Regions from separate parts of the Ovis aries genome. Here region 1 is linked to region 2. Evidence: chromatin contacts called from public Hi-C data. All regions are on one chromosome and are shown on one strand. Each heading gives the region's core, a stretch centred on a gene start, on an enhancer-like site or on the middle of the called end of the contact. The rest is flanking DNA. Distances are from core to core; before and after follow the strand shown. Region 1 overlaps VDR (vitamin D receptor). Region 2 holds the start of VDR (vitamin D receptor).

Evidence for each region. A called contact is a pair of places that touch in the nucleus more often than the background predicts.
Region 1: a contact with region 2 is called in a Hi-C map of tail adipose tissue, with 4 times the contacts expected there. The contact joins the enhancer-like site here to the promoter of VDR in region 2. A contact is called at or near these places in 7 of 16 Hi-C or Micro-C datasets (blood, hypothalamus, liver and 3 more).

What each region holds. Positions count from the first base shown.
Region 1 is chr3:138,702,005-138,706,243 of ARS-UI_Ramb_v3.0, forward strand. All of the region lies in intron 1 of VDR (vitamin D receptor), which reads left to right. Among named protein-coding and RNA genes, the nearest start is that of HDAC7, 59 kb to the right of the region's middle. Within about 2 kb of position 1,362, at least 3 of the 54 cell types and tissues checked have an H3K27ac peak or open chromatin away from gene starts, as enhancers often do.
Region 2 is chr3:138,634,351-138,638,905 of ARS-UI_Ramb_v3.0, forward strand. It overlaps VDR (vitamin D receptor), which reads left to right and starts at 1,734. Exons shown (of 10, transcript XM_060412687.1): 1 at 1,734-2,251.

The DNA of each region.
Region 1 (4,239 bases), core at 112-2,611, 67 kb after region 2:
GAGCCTGTGGCACGGTTTCTGTGCAGTGACCCGCCACCTCTTGACACTGTAGGGGTCAGTCAGCCCATGACCCTTATCAGGTTCTCGAGAGTGAGGTATAGTCCCCAAAAAGTTAATTAAGAAGCATTTTCAGAAGAAAAGTTATTCCTGAAACTGCTGGGTCATCAGCCACTTAATTTACCATGCTTCAGTCAGCCATTCAACAATTTGATCCGCCTCAGCCTTGTTCCTAGAGCCACAGTGCTGGGGGTCAGCCTCCCCTGGAAATAGCTAAGCCTGAGACGGAGGTGGCAAAAAATCTTGGAAGAGGTTATATAGCTACTCACACTCTTCTGTAGGCCCTTTTCTTAGGCTGGAAGCTTCTTTCCAAGTGAAGGCCAAGGAGGCAGACATTGACCACCTTACTCACTGCCTTGGTGGGAATCATGACCATACCTGGGATGTGTATGAAGCCTAAATCAAACGAAATGTAGCCAGGCTAGCTTCCTCTGCTTCTCCCCTGAAACCTCACTTGCATCATAAACGTTGCAGAATTTTTCTATTTTTTATGACAATTTTCCAGCAGGTGAGGAATGGGTTACTTTTCCTACTGTGTGTGCTGGCATCATATGGTGGCCTTGTCGACCCCTCCTCAAGGTGCCGTGTGGGAATGGCCTGATAGATTCATCTTAGATGGCTGTGAAGAGCTGGTCTAGGTCCAGTAGTTGAAAACTACTGGGGCTTTTTCATCTGTGCATAATGAAAAACTTTCTAAGCGTAGAGCCATCCAAAGAGAATGGGTTGGCCTGGGAGATAGTTCTCCAACAGAAAAGATATTTAAATACAGGCTAGAATATTGTAGAAGGGATTTAAAATGGTTGGACTAGGTGATGTTCAGTTTCCTTTCAATCTTGAGATATTCTGAGATGACTGGTATCCATTGGGTTTTACTTTGGACATTGTAGTCTGCAGAAAATAATTTCCAAACGCTCTCACCGTGTGTGTGTGTGTGTGTGTGTGTGTGTGTGTGTGTGTGTGTGTAGGAACTGAGGAGATGGTGGGGGAAGAAAGCGTTAGGCCGAGTTCTAACTCTGCAGTGTACTTTCCTCTCCCCTTGCTCTCGTGTCCACTCTGTTCCTTTCAGCTTCTTCTGGAAGGCAATGCTGAGATTGTTCTGGAAAAACAATGTGGGTATATGTTGGGGATGGGAGAGAAGGAAGAAAGGGCATGACCCCAACTGGCCATGAGACTAAGCTGAGCCTAAATCATACTGGAATAAAGAGATGACAAGTAAAAAGCTGGGTCGGTCATACAGTGTTCAGCGCTCCATGGGCAGAGCTGCGAGGATGATGAAACGAAAGCAACCAGAAAAGGGCGTGCACGCGTAAGCCCATGTGCAATTGCGGCTGGCGTGTGCACAGACTCACCCCCTCCAGAGACAGCCCGATGTGTGGCTGACTCCATGTGTGCCAATTTTAAGAAGAGGAGGAATTTTCTCCCCCTCTGCTGGGAAATCACATAGCTTTCCATTTCTTTCCAGAAGGAGAGGGAGCTTTGAGCTAATGTTCACAGTTAGAAAGCCCATTCTGATCAGCCCATTCCCGGCGCAGCTAAGCGGGGAGCCCGCTCTTGGGCTCCCAGCCCCCACAGGACCCTTGCAAGGGGCCACATCCCTCCTGTTCTTCCTGGGCTTTAGCATCTGAGGGTGAAGGGGCCTCACGTGTTCCTGGGAGGGTCGGGGAGAGAACTCAGTGAGGGAATTTCATTCCTGACTGATCTTAAGGCCTCATCATGGTGGGAATTTGGCCTGGGAGTTGCACACTTTCAGACCTGGAAAAGACCTTAGAGGCCAGACCTCTGTCCACTGCTTGGTCCTCCCAGAGTCACAGCTTTGCTGCCCTCAGGAGTCCAGGGAGGTCCAGTGACTGCAGCAGAGTTAAACCTGGCCCAGCAGCAATTTGATCCTTGCCTTCTGAGGGCTCTGCTGCAGACACCCTGCAGCGCCAACCCCAGGAGACGTCCTAAGCGAAACTCTGCCTGGGGGCATCCATTCAGCAGAAGCCGCTGGAAGATGGGGTGCCTGCTGTGTAAGCTACCAGGCAGACGTGTGGGAGAGGCGGTGGTTGTGGCTTCGATGACTGGAAGGAAACATGTTATCTCCTCATTTCTTGCTAAGGCAGGGTCAGACCTGGGGTCAGACTCAGGCAGGGGTTTTGATGTGGGATGCAGAGCCTGGAGGAGTGGAAGCCAGGGGCTTTCTGCAGAGCTGAACCACTCCCCCCTCCCCCTCTGCTTCTCTGAGGCTCAGTGCTAGGGGCATGGGTATTTCTAAGGCAGGGGCAGGAGGGGGTGGCTTTGGGGACAGTCCCAGCAAAGGCAGTGGGATGTTCTCATACTCAGAACATGAACTGGGGTGGGGGTTGTATGATGTGGCAAAGGGGGTAGTATTAAGTTGTTTTTTTCCACTTGTCCTGTTTTCACCCTGTGTCTTTGCCCTACTTTCCGTCAACTTGGACCTACAGGACCATCTTTCCTATAAGGACCACCCGGTGGTGCAAAGTTGCCTGGGGAGGAAAGCCCCACCTTTTGATGGGGCTTTTCCTAGATGAAAGGGGTTGCCAGGATGAAGAGAGATCCTGGCTGATCTGGGAGCCTTGGGAAGAAAAGAGCCATGACATTCTTCCGTGGTGACCTGGGGATGGTCCTGTCCGTTCCTCCCTGACTTGGTGGAGGTGAGGGGAGCCCGGGGCTTAGGGGGAGGAAACCACTGAGCTATGTCCCTTAGGAAAGGTGGCAGAGTGGAGATGCGGGGCTCAGCTGCCTCGGTTCAAATCTGGGCTCCAGAGATAATCATCTTCTCTGTGCCTCAGTTTCTCCATGCCTAGAGGTTGTTGTGAGGATTAAATGAGCGAGTGCACAGGAGGAATCTGGAGCAGGGTGGGAGTGAGTACCAGCGCCCCTGCCAGTGGTTATCACTGGGCTGGAAGAGTGGCGAGGAGAAGAGGGCCGCCCTTTATTGGCCATTGCAGGCAGCCCATCCTTGCCTGGTCCCTGGCTTCACTGCTGGCCTGGCCGTGGGACCCTGGGCAAGTCTCAAAGTGCCCTACCTGGAGTTTGGTTTTGCCATCTGTAAAATGGGACTCCTCTGCATCTTGCAGGACGGTTAGGAGGTTACATGAGATCCCAGGTGGGAAGCTTAGCAGTCTGGCACATGGTAGCTACGCACACACTTTCTCTATAAGTTCAGGGATGGCGAGCCACTTAGATCTCAGATCTGACTTCTGAGTGTCTTAAGGGCTGAGGGCAGTAGTCCTTTCTATACCCAATTGGCCCTCACCTCAGACTTCTTGTGGAGCAAGCCAGGAGTCTGGGAGATTGCCAAGGCTCTGGGGTAGGATCCTGAAGAGCCTTGTTGGCTGGGGGCCTTGGGCAACACGAGCAGAGGGAGCAGAGGAGAGCCCGGGGCGGTGGCAGCATCTCTGTGCCCTGCAGGTATCCCTCCTCCACCCACGGCCCTTGGGAGGGGGTCGGCCATGTCCACGTTTTCTCAGTAGGGTCCACTGACACTCTCCTCGCATGTTCCTTGGGGGCACATGGGTTAGGGGGCTGGCAGTCCTAGGACTGAGCCCAGGTCTGGATGCTCCTTGCGCTCTCCCTGCCCCTGCCTCGTCGGACCACTAGGAGGCAGAGAAACAGAAGCTGAGGGTCTGAACCTTCCCCATCGGGGGGTTTGCCTTAAAGGCCTTTCCAGGGCTCAAGTCAGACACCTGTGTACCTATTATCTCCCAAGCTACTTCCTATTGGTGTCAGCGAAGGGGGAAAGAGTGTGTGTGTGTGCGTGTGTGTGCATGTATGTGTTGGGGGGGTGGGTAGACAAGTAGCGCTGGGTGTGGGTGAAGGTAGGAAGGGTGAAATTCGACCAGCCCCAGCTTGGTGACCCATCACACCACTAAGACCCAGAGTCTGGACACCAGACTCAACCCACCTTCAGCCTTCACCAAGGCTGGGGGTGTTGAGCATGTCTGGGAAAGAGCTAAAAGTGGCAGAAAACATCCTGTTTGAAAGCTGTACGTTGCTGTATTTAACCCCTGCAGCACCTGCTCCACCTACACCCAGGCTCCACAGACCGTACACCCCAGACACCTGTCTCTGAAGCCATCCCAAGAGGCCAGGTCTGACTGCACTGCCCCCAGCGCCCAGGCGCCGGTCTCCTTCCCGCCCTCCAGAGCCTGCCAGGCCACCCTCTGGCCCTGCTCCTCC
Region 2 (4,555 bases), core at 484-2,983:
AGTTTTGCTAAGGATTGGTAGTTTGGACTTCAGAAGATTATTGTTAATTGAAGAAAATCAGATATCCCAAGTTAAGGAAATTAGTGCTTTTCTAAGTATGGGAGGATGCAAGAGTCTGGGCTCACTGAAATTCATTTCATATGCATCCCAGCTATCCTGGGCCAGGATCCTCTGTTTTTTCACATCCTGAGCTCCCTTGGGGCTCACCGTAGGGAGTGTCTGCAGTCCTGATGTCTGCAGGATCACAGGGATTCTCCTCCTTCCTGAGTGCCCTTAGGGCTCTCGCCAGTCACATTGGAGGGCTGCGACTGCTGACGACTATGACATCCTTGCTTACTGATAGGGCAGGAAGTGCTCCATTTCTCACTCCTCATCCCTCTATGGTTGGTGGTTGGATTCAGTCCTCCACATCTGTTGCCTAAGCAGTTGTAATAGCCTGCCTAGGAGGCTTTCTGACTTCAAAAAACATGATCGTTTACTGAGTGTCTATTATGTGTCCAGCACGGGGGTAGGCGCTACCCACACAGTCTCATCTGGTCCCCTCAACAGCTCTGCCGATGGGGCATCATTACTGCCTTTGATGGATGAGGAGTCTGCAGCTTGGAGAAGTGAATCCATGTCACCCAGCTGGAGTACACGAGCCCCTGGTGCTTGCTCTTATAGCCCACATTCCATTGGTCTAGTGGTCCTTTTCTAAATAAAATGCAGGGACTTCTCTGGTGGTCCAATGACTAAGACTCTATACTCCCAATGCAAGGGGCGTGGGTTCAGTCCCTAGCCAGGGAACTGGATTCCACATGTAGCAACTAAGACTCCGCATACTGCAACTAAAAATCGCACATGGTGCAACTAAGATCAAAGATCCTACATTGCCGCAACTAAGACCTGGCACATCCTAATTAATTAATTACCATAAATAAGACGCGAACGTGGTGGTATCATCTTGTCTCTTAAAACCTTCGGTGGCTCCTCACAGGCTGCAGGAAGAGACCCAAACCCCTTCCACAGCTTGCAAGGCCCTTCCATTCTCCTGCTGCCCTCTTCCCTCTAACCGCACGCTCTGACCACAGCAGGCTATTTGTAGCTCCCTAAACATGCCGGGACTCTATGTGCTCGCTAGTTCTGCCCTCTTTGTGTGGGATAATCTTTCCTCCCTGCCCCACCCAATCCACACCCTTTGTCCTACTCCCGGAGAGATCCCACACAGCCACCCAAGCCCAGCCCAGATGTCACTCTGAGGTCTTCTCCTGCCGCCCCCGTGCACACGCTGCTCGGCGTCAGCGCTGCTGTCTTCACATCCGTCTCTTCTCTAGCGCCTGCGCTTTCTCCATTATAACCCTCTGTTAACCAGGCTGAATGTCCTGTTAGACTGTCAATTCCGTGTGGGGAGAGGTGGCGTCTCTGGCGCCTGGAGGAGAGCCTGGCGGAGAGTAGAAGCTCCGCAGCTGTGTGTAGGATGAGGGAACGACTTAAGTGAGTACAAGGTGAGCACCTCAGGACAAGCACAGTGTCACAGTCACAGGACACGGTATGCATCCCCATCTCACGGCAGGTGCCCAGCCCCCAGTGGACGTGCAGTCAAGGGTGAGTGAATGAAGGTGAGGAGAGGAGAGAGGATGGAGCGAGGAGAGAAAAGGGAAGGTTGGATTCACAAAGCAGTTGCAGGCATAGGCACTACTTTGTTCCTTCCACCAGGGGGCGCAAGAGGCCCAGGAGCCTGGCCCTCGGTTCTTGAGGATCAGCCTTAACACCGGCAGAGGTTTGGGGTTGTTTGCTTCCACAGAAGAAGGAGAAAGCAATGGCACCCTACTCCAGTCCTCTTGCCTGGCAAATCCCATGGACGGAGGAGCCTGGTAGGCTGCAGTCCATGGGGTCGCTAGGAGTCGGACACGACTGAGCGACTTCACTTTCACTTTTCACTTTCCTGCATTGGAGAAGGAAATGGCAACCCTCTCCAGCGTTCTTGCCTGGAGAATCCCAGGGACGCGGGAGCCTGGTGGGCTGCCGTTTATGGGGTCGCGCAGAGTCGGACATGACTGAAGCAATTTGGCAGCAGCAGCAGCAGCAGCAGCAGCTTCCACAGAAGGATTCAGGAGGAGCCAGGATCCGAGGAGGGGAGTCCACCCAAAGCTGAAGTGCCTCAGCAACAGGCCTGGCACTGACCGGGCCTGGCCTGCCTGGTGGGACCAGAAGGAGCCAGCTGCCCATCCTGGGATCTCCGTGCACCCAGGCGAGGCCCACCTTGGGACAGGTAGGTCCTTGCAACTGGAGTCGAGCTGGCCCAGAGCTGAGAAAGGACTCAGAGCCCTCCACTGCATGGGCCTGGGGCAGGTGGTTTTCACAGATTCCCGGACAGGAGGCAGTTCTTTAGAATTCACAGCTTTGTCTTCGCACTTCTCCTGTGCTAGTAAAGGCCAGCCTTGCAGGGACTTGGGGCAGAGACAATGAGGAACAAAACACAGTCATTGCCCTCCGGGTGCTCCCTCCCTCCCTGTGAAGCCCTGCACCTGAGTGTGACCTTGGGCACCGCCTTTAACCCTTTCTGGGCCTCAGCTTCCTGATATATTGTTCAGTCACTAAGTCGTGTCTAACTGCAGCACACCAGGCTTCCCTGTCCTTCACCACCTCTGGAGTTTGCTCAGACTCACGTCCACTGAGTCAGTGATGCCATCCAACCATATGTAGCATTGTTTAAATGATGAAATGAGCTAATCCATGAGACATTTCTAGATTACTGTGCATCAGGCAATAAGCATTCAGTAAACGGCAGCTATTATCAGATATTACGGTGATGGTGATTCAGTACCAACAAGCTCTTAGAAGCTTACATGGAAGGCGCGCGGGAGACTGGCCAATGCCGCCAGCTTTGAATTAGCCTTGAGCATCCACCCAGCTGGTCTTTCCATGGCAAGCCTTAGGGATGGAGAAGAGAGATGAGTACTCTGTGCTCACGAGGCCTTCAGTCCTGAAACACAACACACCAAACAGATCCAGAGAGAAAACTGAGGCTCAGACCCCGTGACTGGAAGAGGCCTCAGAGATAAGTGGAGGCAAGGCAGAGAGAAGGGGTGTCCAGCCCAGGGACCTGCCACCCTATCTCTTGGGGTCCTGAGGCCACATGGCTGCATGGGCACAAGATAGCTTGGTGACTTTGGTCTAAATTAAATGCCACCAAACATTTGTGTTATAGAGAATTTTTAGTAGTTTTGGCCTCTCACCCACCCTTGTGAACAGGTGTGCAAGGGGACCAGTACAAACAGGAAGGGTGAGAGGATTGGATGGGAGGTGTCAGAGGGAGGCGAGAACGCAGCCTGGGATGCTGGAGAGACGGAGGGTGAATCCAGACCGTGGTCACTGTGGCCGGGCCTCGGTTCAGCTATGCATTCTTTCTCTCTGGGCACTGGGCAGGAGTGGGGGTGGCCTCTCGAGTGGTGGGGGTCATATGCTGGGAGTTGGGTCCCCTGCGTCCCGTTTCTGTCTGCTCTTGCCTCAGCTTTCTCTGCTCTATACCTTCTGCCCCTGCCACTGAGAAAGGCCCAAAGTCCCCACTCTCCTTCCAGAAGTGGTGCTTGTGCGACCTCCTGCACGAAGCCCTCCTTGATTCTGACCCTCTGCGGGGGACCATCTCTGAATCTTCATGTTAGCTTGTTTATACTGTCTCATGGGGTTCTTGCCTTGCCTTTGCACGTACAGAGGTGGCAGAGTACAGCACTGAGAGCATGGATTCTTGGCTCCCTGGGCCAAGATTCTGGCTCTAGCCTTTATAGTGCTATGGTGGGTGGAAGTTTCCTAACTTCTGTGTGCCTCGGTTTTCTCCTCTACAAGATGAGGAGAACAGCAGTACCTTCTGCACAGGGCTGATAGGACTTTAACATTTCATGTAAATATTTGGCCGTGTTGGGTCTTGGCACCTGTGCCTGGGTTTTCTCTAGCTGCAGTGAGCAGGCTTCTCCTTGTGGTGGCTTCTCTTGTTGTGGAGCAGGCCCTCAGCGGCTGCGGCCCTCGGGCTCAGCAGCTGTGGCTCGTGGGCCCTAGGGTGTGCAGGGTTCAGTAGTTGCTGCTCGCAGGCTCAGTAGCTGGGGTGCATGGGCTTTGCTGCCTTGTGGCATGTGGACTCTTCCAAGACCAGGAATCGAACCCATGTCCCCAGCATTGGCAGGTGGGTTCTCAGTCACTGGACCACCAGGGAAGCCCTGATAGGGCTGGGAGCCACATTTGTAAAAGTACTTAGGCCTGGACCTCGAACGCAGGAAACGCTCTCTAAGCGTACGCTCTTGTTGTCACTGGAGGGCCTGTGCCTTACCCCCTCCTGAAGCCTGTTGCTCCTCAAGGAGAGGTCCCTTTACTTAAGCTGATTTGTGTCCCTTCAGGGCCCCAGCCCAGGGCCCGGCCACCACGAGTCTTCACTGACCTTGTGTGGAATGGTGATGGGACCCGAGGGCCCTCTTGCCTGGTCTCCTGTCCCTCTGGGGCCCCCAGAGAGCCGGGCTGCCTCCGTGGCTGAGGCCCTGCCTCCCACAACCCCGCCTGAGCTCCGGCAATTTTCCCGGGCAGC